Regions from separate parts of the Mus musculus genome. Here regions 1 and 2 are each linked to region 3. A link is a contact called in public HiChIP or PLAC-seq data. All regions are on one chromosome and are shown on one strand. The core of a region is the stretch at or near the end of the contact, and the rest is flanking DNA. Distances in the headings are between cores, read along the strand shown.

Region 1 (2,761 bases), core at 188-2,687, 160 kb before region 3:
CAATATGTGAGCCTGAACCTGAAGCCCTTAGAGGTGCGGCGGGGACTGCGCGCCCAGACCTGCGCCTTCTGGAATCGCTTTCTCCCCAAATTGCTCAGCGCCACCGGTAGGCGCATGGAGTGGGGGGAGCAGGGAATGCACAAGGCGGCAAGGGTTGGAAGGAGGGGAGAGAGATGGGGTGCAAAACACAGGGTGTAATCCCTCTCTTCTCCACCTCCCCAGCCACGGAGGCTCCTTGCACCTGCCCAAGCCCCGCCCATGGGGAGGCGGCCCCGAGGCCCGGGCCGGACTTAGCCCTGTCCCTCCTCTTCTTCCTTTTCCTCCTCCACTCCGGGCTTCCGTGGCTCTAACTGCAATCCTTTCCCCTTCTGGTCTCAAAGCACACTTACTCTAGTGTGTAGCTGAGAAGGGGCCCCTCTCAGGGATACAGAACCCCACTCCATTCTCAAGCCGAGACAAAATGGACAGACTCAGGGATCTTTGTTAAACAAAAATTCAAAAAACAGGATTTTTTTTTTTTTAATGTAAAAAATTATCCTTTGGAGCTTGAGCCTGGTGTTGAGGGGAGAAGGATCCGGGGCTAGTTGGCGTCAGCCAAAGGGCCTTATAATCGCCAACTATTTCTGTATCTTCTCTCTTTTCCCCACTAACCCATGAACCCTTCTCCCACTCTGATCCTGTCCCTCCCCTCCGTCTTCCGGTGATTTTTATCTCTTCCTCTCCTTCCTGTTCCACCTCTCCCTTCATTCTCCGGATCATCCACTGTTCTCTTTCCACCACCCCGCTCGGCCTCCGACAATGCGTGTGTGCCGGCGCACTCACGACCGGTCTCCACTACCCGACCTGTTCCGTTTCTCCCACTCTTGCGGGGTGCCCTGGCCGCAGATACTCTGGACGAGGCGGAGCGCCAGTGGAAGGCCGAGTTCCACCGCTGGAGCTCCTACATGGTGCACTGGAAGAACCAGTTCGACCACTATAGCAAGCAGGAGCGCTGCTCAGACCTGTGACCCCTTGGGGGACCCCAGGTCCTGCCGCCCTGCCCGAGCCCCTAGCTGTATATACACTATTTATTTAAGGGCTGGGATATAATACGACCGAGCCCCCAGGCCCTGTCCACTCCTCCCCGACTTCCTCCCACTAGGGGCTCCCCATCTTCTGCATGTCTTGGGCTAAGCTCCCCTCCCCGCGGTGCCTTCGCCCCTCTGGGCCGCCAATAAACTGTTACAGCCACCAGAGTCTGTGCAACACGCGGGAAGTTGGGGCGGGGATGAGGTCAGAGACGCTGGGAACAGAAGCCTCGGGATTGGTGAGCACTGAGGCACCCTGCCCGCAGCATCCGGCGGAAGCAAGCGCTGGGCCCGCCCCTAGGGGCGGAGCCTGCGACTGCGCAGCCAGGCTGGTTTGCCGGCGCCTTTTAGAAGGCTCCTTAATTCGTCTGCCTGTGGAATCATCTCTCCTGCCGCTAGCCTGCTTGCTGAGAGTTCTCCGGTTCTACGTGCCCACACTGCCCGTAGCTAGTCCCAGAAAACACCAGGAACCCGGAATTGGCCCTGCCTCGATGACAGCTGCTCTACCGAGCACCCTGGAGCTGCTGAAGGACGTGCACCTGGGCCTGCCTGTGCCCTGCCATGATCCCGCCCGACTGGCCCTCCTCTCAGGCCACTACCTTTACTATCACTATGGTTGCGATGGACTGGATGACCGTGGCTGGGGATGCGGCTACCGCACCCTGCAGACGCTGTGCTCCTGGCCAGGGGGCCAGTCCTCGGGCGTGCCTGGACTGCCAGCCTTGCAGGGAGCCCTAGAGGCCATGGGCGACAAGCCCCCCGGATTCCGGGGCTCCCGTAACTGGATCGGCTGTGTAGAGGCCAGTCTCTGCCTAGAACACTTCGGAGGACCTCAAGGGCGCCTATGCCACTTGCCCCGCGGAGTAGGGCTTAGGGGAGAAGAGGAGCGGCTTTATTCACACTTTACAACGGGTGGGGGCCCAGTAATGGTAGGAGGAGATGCAGATGCCCAGTCCAAGGCCCTGCTGGGGATCTGTGAGGGGCCAGGTTCAGAAGTCTATGTCTTGATACTGGACCCACACTACTGGGGCACTCCAAAAAACCGTTGTGAACTACAAGCTGCTGGATGGGTGGGCTGGCAAAAGGTAAAAAGCGTCTTTGATTCCAATTCCTTCTACAACTTGTGCTTCACCAGAAATCTCTGAATCACCACGCCCTACCTGCACCGTTGGGTAGATCCCAGAACTGAGACTAAACACAGCCACCTATTTACTTCGCACAGGCCCCCACCGCGATCAAGTTTGGGCCTGGCACAATGATACGGGCAGGTGAATCTGAGTTCAAAGCCAACTTGGTCTACACAGCAAGGCCAAGCTGGAATTAGAGATACTGTTCTGAAAAATAATAAATTGGCGTAATTCAGCTTACTATGGCCCAGCCTGTGTTTGGGAAGGGACATACAGCACACAGTTAACACACACTACCAAAGTGTTTTTACTAGCGGGTAAAATAACGTACAAAAAACTTTTCAGCTGATGGGATAAAGTGGTCACGGGTACTGATGTAGCAATGCAGGAGGGGACATGGATGGCTCAAAAGAAGTCAACATCATCCGGGGCATCCAGGTCCCGATACTCCACTATGGCCCTTGGGTCTCCTCGAACCATCCTGTGAGATAAAGGAAATGTGAACAGATGTCCCTATAGTCAGAGACGGGGAAAGGCAGCCTGGGCATCGTTCGTGCTCACCTGTTC
Region 2 (2,744 bases), core at 171-2,670, 220 kb after region 3:
CAAGTTTGGAAGAATTGGCCGTGACCATGCCAGCATAAGTGATGGCAGAGCGTGGAGACAGGGCAGATGCCAAGCCACAGAGTGAACAGTGAAGGCTGGCTTCTTCTGGGTGATAAATTGCTCATTTAAGGGGCTTTAGAGAGGGCTGGGACACAGGAGGCTACAGACGAGGTCATTTTCCAGCCACTCTGCCACTAGACTTTTGAGTAAAGACTCTCCAGATGCCCTTATAAAATGACAAGCAGTATCCAAGAGGGTGACATCTAAGGAAAGATGAGAGGGAAGCAGACAGCAGAACTTGGGTCCTGTAGCAAACAATAGCTCTTAAATAGGATCTCTCCTGGAGTCTGCTGGGATCAGGTTTCCCAGGCAGTCTTTCTCTGAGCGCTTGCTCACTAATGACTTGATTTAGTTTGGTTTTTAGTCTGAGGCAGCCCGCTTCCGTCTCGGATTTTTGAGACAGGGTCCAGGTTGGCCTCGAACTTGCTTTGTGGTTGAGGATGGCCTTGATCCCCCAATCCCACTGTCTCTCCACTTCCCAAGTGTTGGAGACCACCATGTGCCTTGCTATACAGTGCTAGGGGCATCATGTACAGGGCATGAGCACTCTACCAGATGAGCTATAGCCCAGCCACTCTAGTAGCTGAGGAATGACTCTCAAAATTGACCTCTGGTCTCCACATGCATACGCGCGCGCATACACACACACACACACACACACACACACACACACAGACACACACACACACACACACACACACAGACACAGACACAGACACACACACACACACACACACACAAACACACATACACACCGGGTGGGGACTCAGGAAGCCAAGTGTATTCACTGCAATAGATGCCATCCAGTTGGACACTTGATGGATTAGGGAGAATGATTCAGGATGTTAGCAGTGGGAAAGGAAGAGAACTGGTCATGGGAACAGTGAAATTTATTATGTTTACATTAGAAAAGCAGATTCTAAACCCATCATAAGAAGGTCGCTGACATTTCCTGAAAAGGACAACCAGGAACTGTTAGCAGTTGTAAACACAGAGGCGCTTCCTTGTGAGGGGGACAGGGAGGGGAAGGAGAGGGAGGGGAAACTCAGGCAGGAATCAATCAAAAGCAGACTGCATAGAGCAGCAGACTCACCGTCTGCCCGAGTGTGGACAGGAGGGGTGTTTTAGGAGGGGCGTTTTGGGAGGGGAAGATGAAGGAAGGCTGGGAAGCAATTGGAAAACACAGGGCCTGAATGTATCTGAAGGGAACAGGATGTCTCTGCAGTACAGGACAGAGAGCACCGCTCTGACCTTGGTGTCTGGGGACTCGATTATGAATAACCACAGTCAGTCTGGGGGGCAGGGAGAACACTCCAGAAGGAGGCTGCAGCCCAGGGAAGAGGGCCTATGAGTCAGACGATGTCTCTCTGAATCATACGGAGGCTACTGCTGGCTAGGAACACAGATGTAGAAACCCTTTCCTGCCAGCAGTGGCCTAGGTGTTTTGCATTTAGTTGGGTCCAGTCCAGGGTCATGTGAGTTTCAGGGTCATGTGATGGGCCAGATGTGACTCACTGGCCTGGAATGAAACAGACCCAACCCTCTGGCTAGCATCCAGTGTCCCCAACAAAACTCAGGTCTTTCCCCACAACACCCCCAAATGAGAAGGAGCTACTACTCTTGTGTGATGGCACACCCATGCCAGACAAACTCAGAATTAAATTTACTTGCCCAGCCTGAATAGGGCAATCATTTTAAATTAACTTAAATTAGTTTATTTGCGTGTGTGTGTGTGTGTGTGTGTGTGTGTGTGTGTGTGTACATGCAAGCCTGTGGGGAGGCTGGGGAAAGACATTAGAGTCCGGGTCTATCACTTGATGCCTTATTCCCAAGGCTGAACTTGGAGCGAGGCTGGCAGCCAGAAAAATCCCAGCAATCCCCCTGCCTCCATCTCCCACACTGCTACTGTTACATGTACATGCCTAGCTTTTCACATGGGTGTTGGGGATCCGAGCTCAGAGCTCTTACCCACTGAGCATCTCTGAATCCCCCGGAGGAAGCAATAGAAAGCAAACTGACTACTATGGCTTGAGCTTTAAGTCAGTGTTATTACCTACATTCACTCCTTTCCCTTCCTACTTCTTTCTGAAGTATGGTAGCCTAGGCTAGACCTTGAGCTTGCTCTATTGCAGAGGACGATGCTGGAATCTTCTGCCTCCACCTCCCCAATGCTGGGTTATACTGGTGTACCCTTGGTAGCCCATACCCAATTTATGACCTCATGACCAACCTCTGGGCTTCCTGCATGCTAGCAAGCATCCTACCAACCCAGCTTCATCCCCAGCCCCTCCTCTCCCTCTCGGTCTCTTTTGAAAACCAGGCTCCTAATAGCATCCAAAAGACTCTGCTCTGCAAAGGCAACTTCTTGCGTGTACAGACAACCAGTCTCCCAGGCCTCTTGCTGTCCCTCTCCCCTCCCCTTTGATTTTATTAAACACTAAACACACAAGTATCTCCACCCTACCACACCTTGCCACTGTCAAGCTGGCCTATATTTTTGCTTCTATCTCGATCCATGGAAGCATCAAACCCGCTGAGAGGCTGAGATAAGAAGGTTCTGTCAGGTCAACAGTGGAAAAAAACCAGTTCCACCCAGCAGCTAACTCCTCACATCAGTGCCAATTTCAAACTCGGGAAGTCCTTTCCTCTGAACGCCTGTGTTCGGATTCATACAACCTGGATTT
Region 3 (2,794 bases), core at 17-2,516:
CCACTGAGCCACGCCCCCAGCCCCTCCCTGGGGGATTCTAGGCAGGTGCTCTACCACTGAGCCACACCCACAGCCCCTTACTGGGGGATTCTAGGCAGGTGTTCTACCACTGAGCCACGCCCCCAGCCCCTCACTGGAGGATTCTAGGCAGGGGCTCTACCACTGAGCCACGCCCCCCAGCCCCTCACTGGGGGATTCTAGGCAGGTGCTCTATCACTGAGCCACGCCCCCAGCTCCTCCCTGGGGGATTCTAGGCTCTACCACTGAGCTGTATCCTCAGCTCTTGGATTTTAGAAATCAGATCTTGATGTCTGCAGATCCAGACATCCCTGCATCTTCTGGAATGACAGACAGGAACAACTAAGCCCAGCACTGGTAGATCTGAAAATGGGCAAAAGTCGAGGAAGAGTAGTCCCAGCCCACAGTGGGGACCCTCACTCACTCCTTGTCCTCATCCTCTTCCACCTGCCAGCTCAGCCTCAGCTCCTCCTCATCGTGTGTCATCATGCCATCTGACTTCAGGTTGTCGTTGCTGCTGTCCCCGTCATAGTTCCCACAGAAACCACAGAGTTTGCCCGAGAAGGTACTGTGGGTCCAGGAGAGGGGTGAGTCATGACTGAGGAAAAGGGTCTCAGTCATCAGAGACCACAGCAAGAGGACAGTGAGCTGTGCGCCCTGAGGGTAAGAGCCAGGAATGCATTGAGAACATCTACTCTTAAGAGTCTGTGATAGGCTTCAGATATGTAAGACCCCCACTCAGCCTCAGCCTGAGCCATCTGTACAGGGTCTCCTCTGTTCTTTCTGCTTAACAACTCTACTCTCTCTTGGGTTTAAATCTCTCTCCTCTCTCTCTCTCTCTCTCTCTCTCTCTCTCTCTCTCTCCCTCCCTCCCTCTCTCTCAGTGTGTGTGTGTGTGTGTGCTCTCTCTCTCTCTTCCTCTCTCTCTCTCTCTCTCTCTCTCTCTCTCTCTCTCTCTCTCTCTCTGTGTGTGTGTGTGTGTGTCTGTATGTGTGTGTCTGTATGTGCCTGTGTGTTCCAGGGGTGGAATTAGCTCTTTACCAGCTGAGCCACCTCCCTTGTCATCTTTGTCCACCCATCTGGGGAGCCACTATTCCCTGAAGAATGATATCTTCTCTTCTGACAGCTCTTGAGCGTCCCCGAGTGACTCTTTATAACACATTCCCAAGGCCCTGTGTACATATCTGCTATTACCCCACTGCCCTCACTCCACTTCCTACTGTTTCCCTTCTGCCACTTGGGTGAGATGCAGCCTAGCTTTAAGGACACGTGTAAATGATTAACCACAAGTAACTGAAATGCCTGGGGTGAGGCCGAGGGTGTGGAGGGTTCTGGCTGCCTGACTAGGCCGTCTCCCTTACCTGGACACAGTCACAAAAAGCTGCTGGTCACCATCCCATCTCACACGCAAACCAAATGTTGTCCTCAGCTCCACAAATCTCCCACTCAGACCCACATAGGTGTCATCAGAAAGTATGGCTGGGAGGGTGACTTCCTGATCCCCAATCTGGGAGAGAGGAGACAGAGAGACTGATGTGGGGGGGGTGTCAAGTAGGACCATAAAACTCTAACACCTCATCCAAGGCCAGAGCACATCACCACTCCACGGCATCCCTCCAACTTCTCTCCTCTAGACTGGCTTGAAGCATCATCATTTTGCTTAGTCCCAACCCTAACAGAGTCTCCAGGCTGACCATGGCCTGGCCTGGTGGAGTGAGCAAAGGATAGAACTAACTCACCAATGTGTGTCTGCCACTGATCATGGTAACGGTAGTCTCTGGCAGAGAGATGACAACTTTGTCCAGGCAGGATACACCTTCTACTCCACGTTCTTCGGTGTTTGCTGTTATCCTAAAGAAGTGGTCTAGATGGAGAGAGAGCAGTGCTGAGGGGCTAAGTCACAACCAACTATTTGCTTGGTTGGTTGGTTGGTGATTTGATTGTTTGGTTGGTTGTTAGTTGTTTGTTTGTTTGTTTGTTTGGTTGGTTGGTTGGCTGGTTGATTTCAGACAGGGTCTCATTATATCTAAGGCTAGCTTCAAACTTTTTCACATTGCTGAGTATGACCTTAAACTCTGGGGATACCACCTCCTCCTCTCCAGTGCTCAGATTATAGATATTTGCTACCATGTCCAGCTTAGGTGGCTCTGGGGGTGGAAGCCAGGGCTTTGTCTAAACTGGCACTTAAGCAACAGAGCTACATCCCCAGTCCCTGTTGGATTTGGGACAGTCTTACTATGTATGCCAAGCTAAAACTCAAAATCTTCTTGCCTCCACCTCCAGAATGCTGGGATTAAAAGCATGTACCACCCATTCTCTGCTTTCTGAGACCCTAGTTGTGGTGGCGGTGTCCAACTTGGCACTACAGGGTAGAGGGCTCAGGATATATCTCTGAGACAGTAAAGGACTCAGAATCCAAATGGAAAGGGCCATGCCATGATTGTCTCCTTTCAAGATTGCCTGTCTCCCCTCAATGGACTGGGACATCTTCAGGAAATCATGTTCATTTGTGACTCCGTCTCACCCTTTTTGTGAGACAAGGCTCCCAAGTAGCCCAGGCTAGCCTCAGACTCTCTGTAACTGAGATGACTTTGTAGTGCTGACCTTCCTGCCTCCAGCTGCCCAGTGCTGAGAGGAGAGGTGAGTACTCCAAGTGGTTAATGAGGCTCTAGGACTGGAAAGCAGGACCTCTACTAACTGACCCACATCCCCAAAACAAGAGTCCCTTTTACAGTCATTGTCTCTTTCCCAGGGGAAGCATCCACAGCAGCAGGGC

Evidence for each region. HiChIP or PLAC-seq counts read pairs in DNA pulled down with a chosen protein or histone mark.
Region 1: an HNF4G HiChIP or PLAC-seq map of pancreatic cancer cells shows a contact between it and region 3. The contact joins the promoter of Ufsp1 here to the enhancer-like site in region 3. A contact is called at or near these places in 3 of 39 promoter capture datasets (the C10 cell line, liver and stem cell-derived epiblast-like cells), 1 of 15 datasets of contacts at CTCF or cohesin (pro-B cells), 1 of 484 Hi-C or Micro-C datasets (nephron progenitors), 4 of 115 datasets of contacts at active chromatin or transcription factors (the 230-238 cell line, embryonic stem cells, large pre-B cells and 1 more) and 3 of 9 other capture datasets (adipose tissue, embryonic stem cells and pancreatic islet).
Region 2: a FOXA1 HiChIP or PLAC-seq map of pancreatic cancer cells shows a contact between it and region 3. The contact joins two enhancer-like sites. A contact is called at or near these places in 1 of 115 datasets of contacts at active chromatin or transcription factors (pancreatic cancer cells) and 2 of 9 other capture datasets (liver and pancreatic islet).

The regions. Positions count from the first base shown.
Region 1 is chr5:137,293,232-137,295,992 of GRCm38.p6, forward strand. It overlaps Ufsp1 (UFM1-specific peptidase 1), which reads left to right and starts at 1,438. Exons shown (of 1, transcript NM_027356.2): 1 at 1,438-2,433. The coding sequence starts at 1,559. The coding sequence ends at 2,212. It overlaps Ache (acetylcholinesterase), which reads left to right. Exons shown (of 5, transcript NM_009599.4): 4 at 1-106; 5 at 886-1,235. The coding sequence ends at 1,007. It overlaps Srrt (serrate RNA effector molecule homolog (Arabidopsis)), which reads right to left. Exons shown (of 20, transcript NM_031405.2): 19 at 2,756-2,761; 20 at 2,473-2,675. The coding sequence ends at 2,600. It overlaps Mir8116 (microRNA 8116), which reads left to right and starts at 549; the gene lies at 549-645.
Region 2 is chr5:137,670,626-137,673,369 of GRCm38.p6, forward strand. The region is part of intron 1 of Agfg2 (ArfGAP with FG repeats 2); the gene reads right to left. Among named protein-coding and RNA genes, the nearest start is that of Agfg2, 13 kb to the right of the region's middle. Within about 2 kb of position 1,421, at least 213 of the 459 cell types and tissues checked have an H3K27ac peak or open chromatin away from gene starts, as enhancers often do. A contact at or near this core is called in pancreatic cancer cells and pancreatic islet, where this site is marked.
Region 3 is chr5:137,454,810-137,457,603 of GRCm38.p6, forward strand. It overlaps Zan (zonadhesin), which reads right to left. Exons shown (of 88, transcript NM_011741.2): 18 at 1,758-1,882; 19 at 1,380-1,525; 20 at 443-586. Among named protein-coding and RNA genes, the nearest start is that of Zan, 21 kb to the right of the region's middle. Within about 2 kb of position 1,267, at least 51 of the 459 cell types and tissues checked have an H3K27ac peak or open chromatin away from gene starts, as enhancers often do. A contact at or near this core is called in pancreatic cancer cells and pancreatic islet, where this site is marked.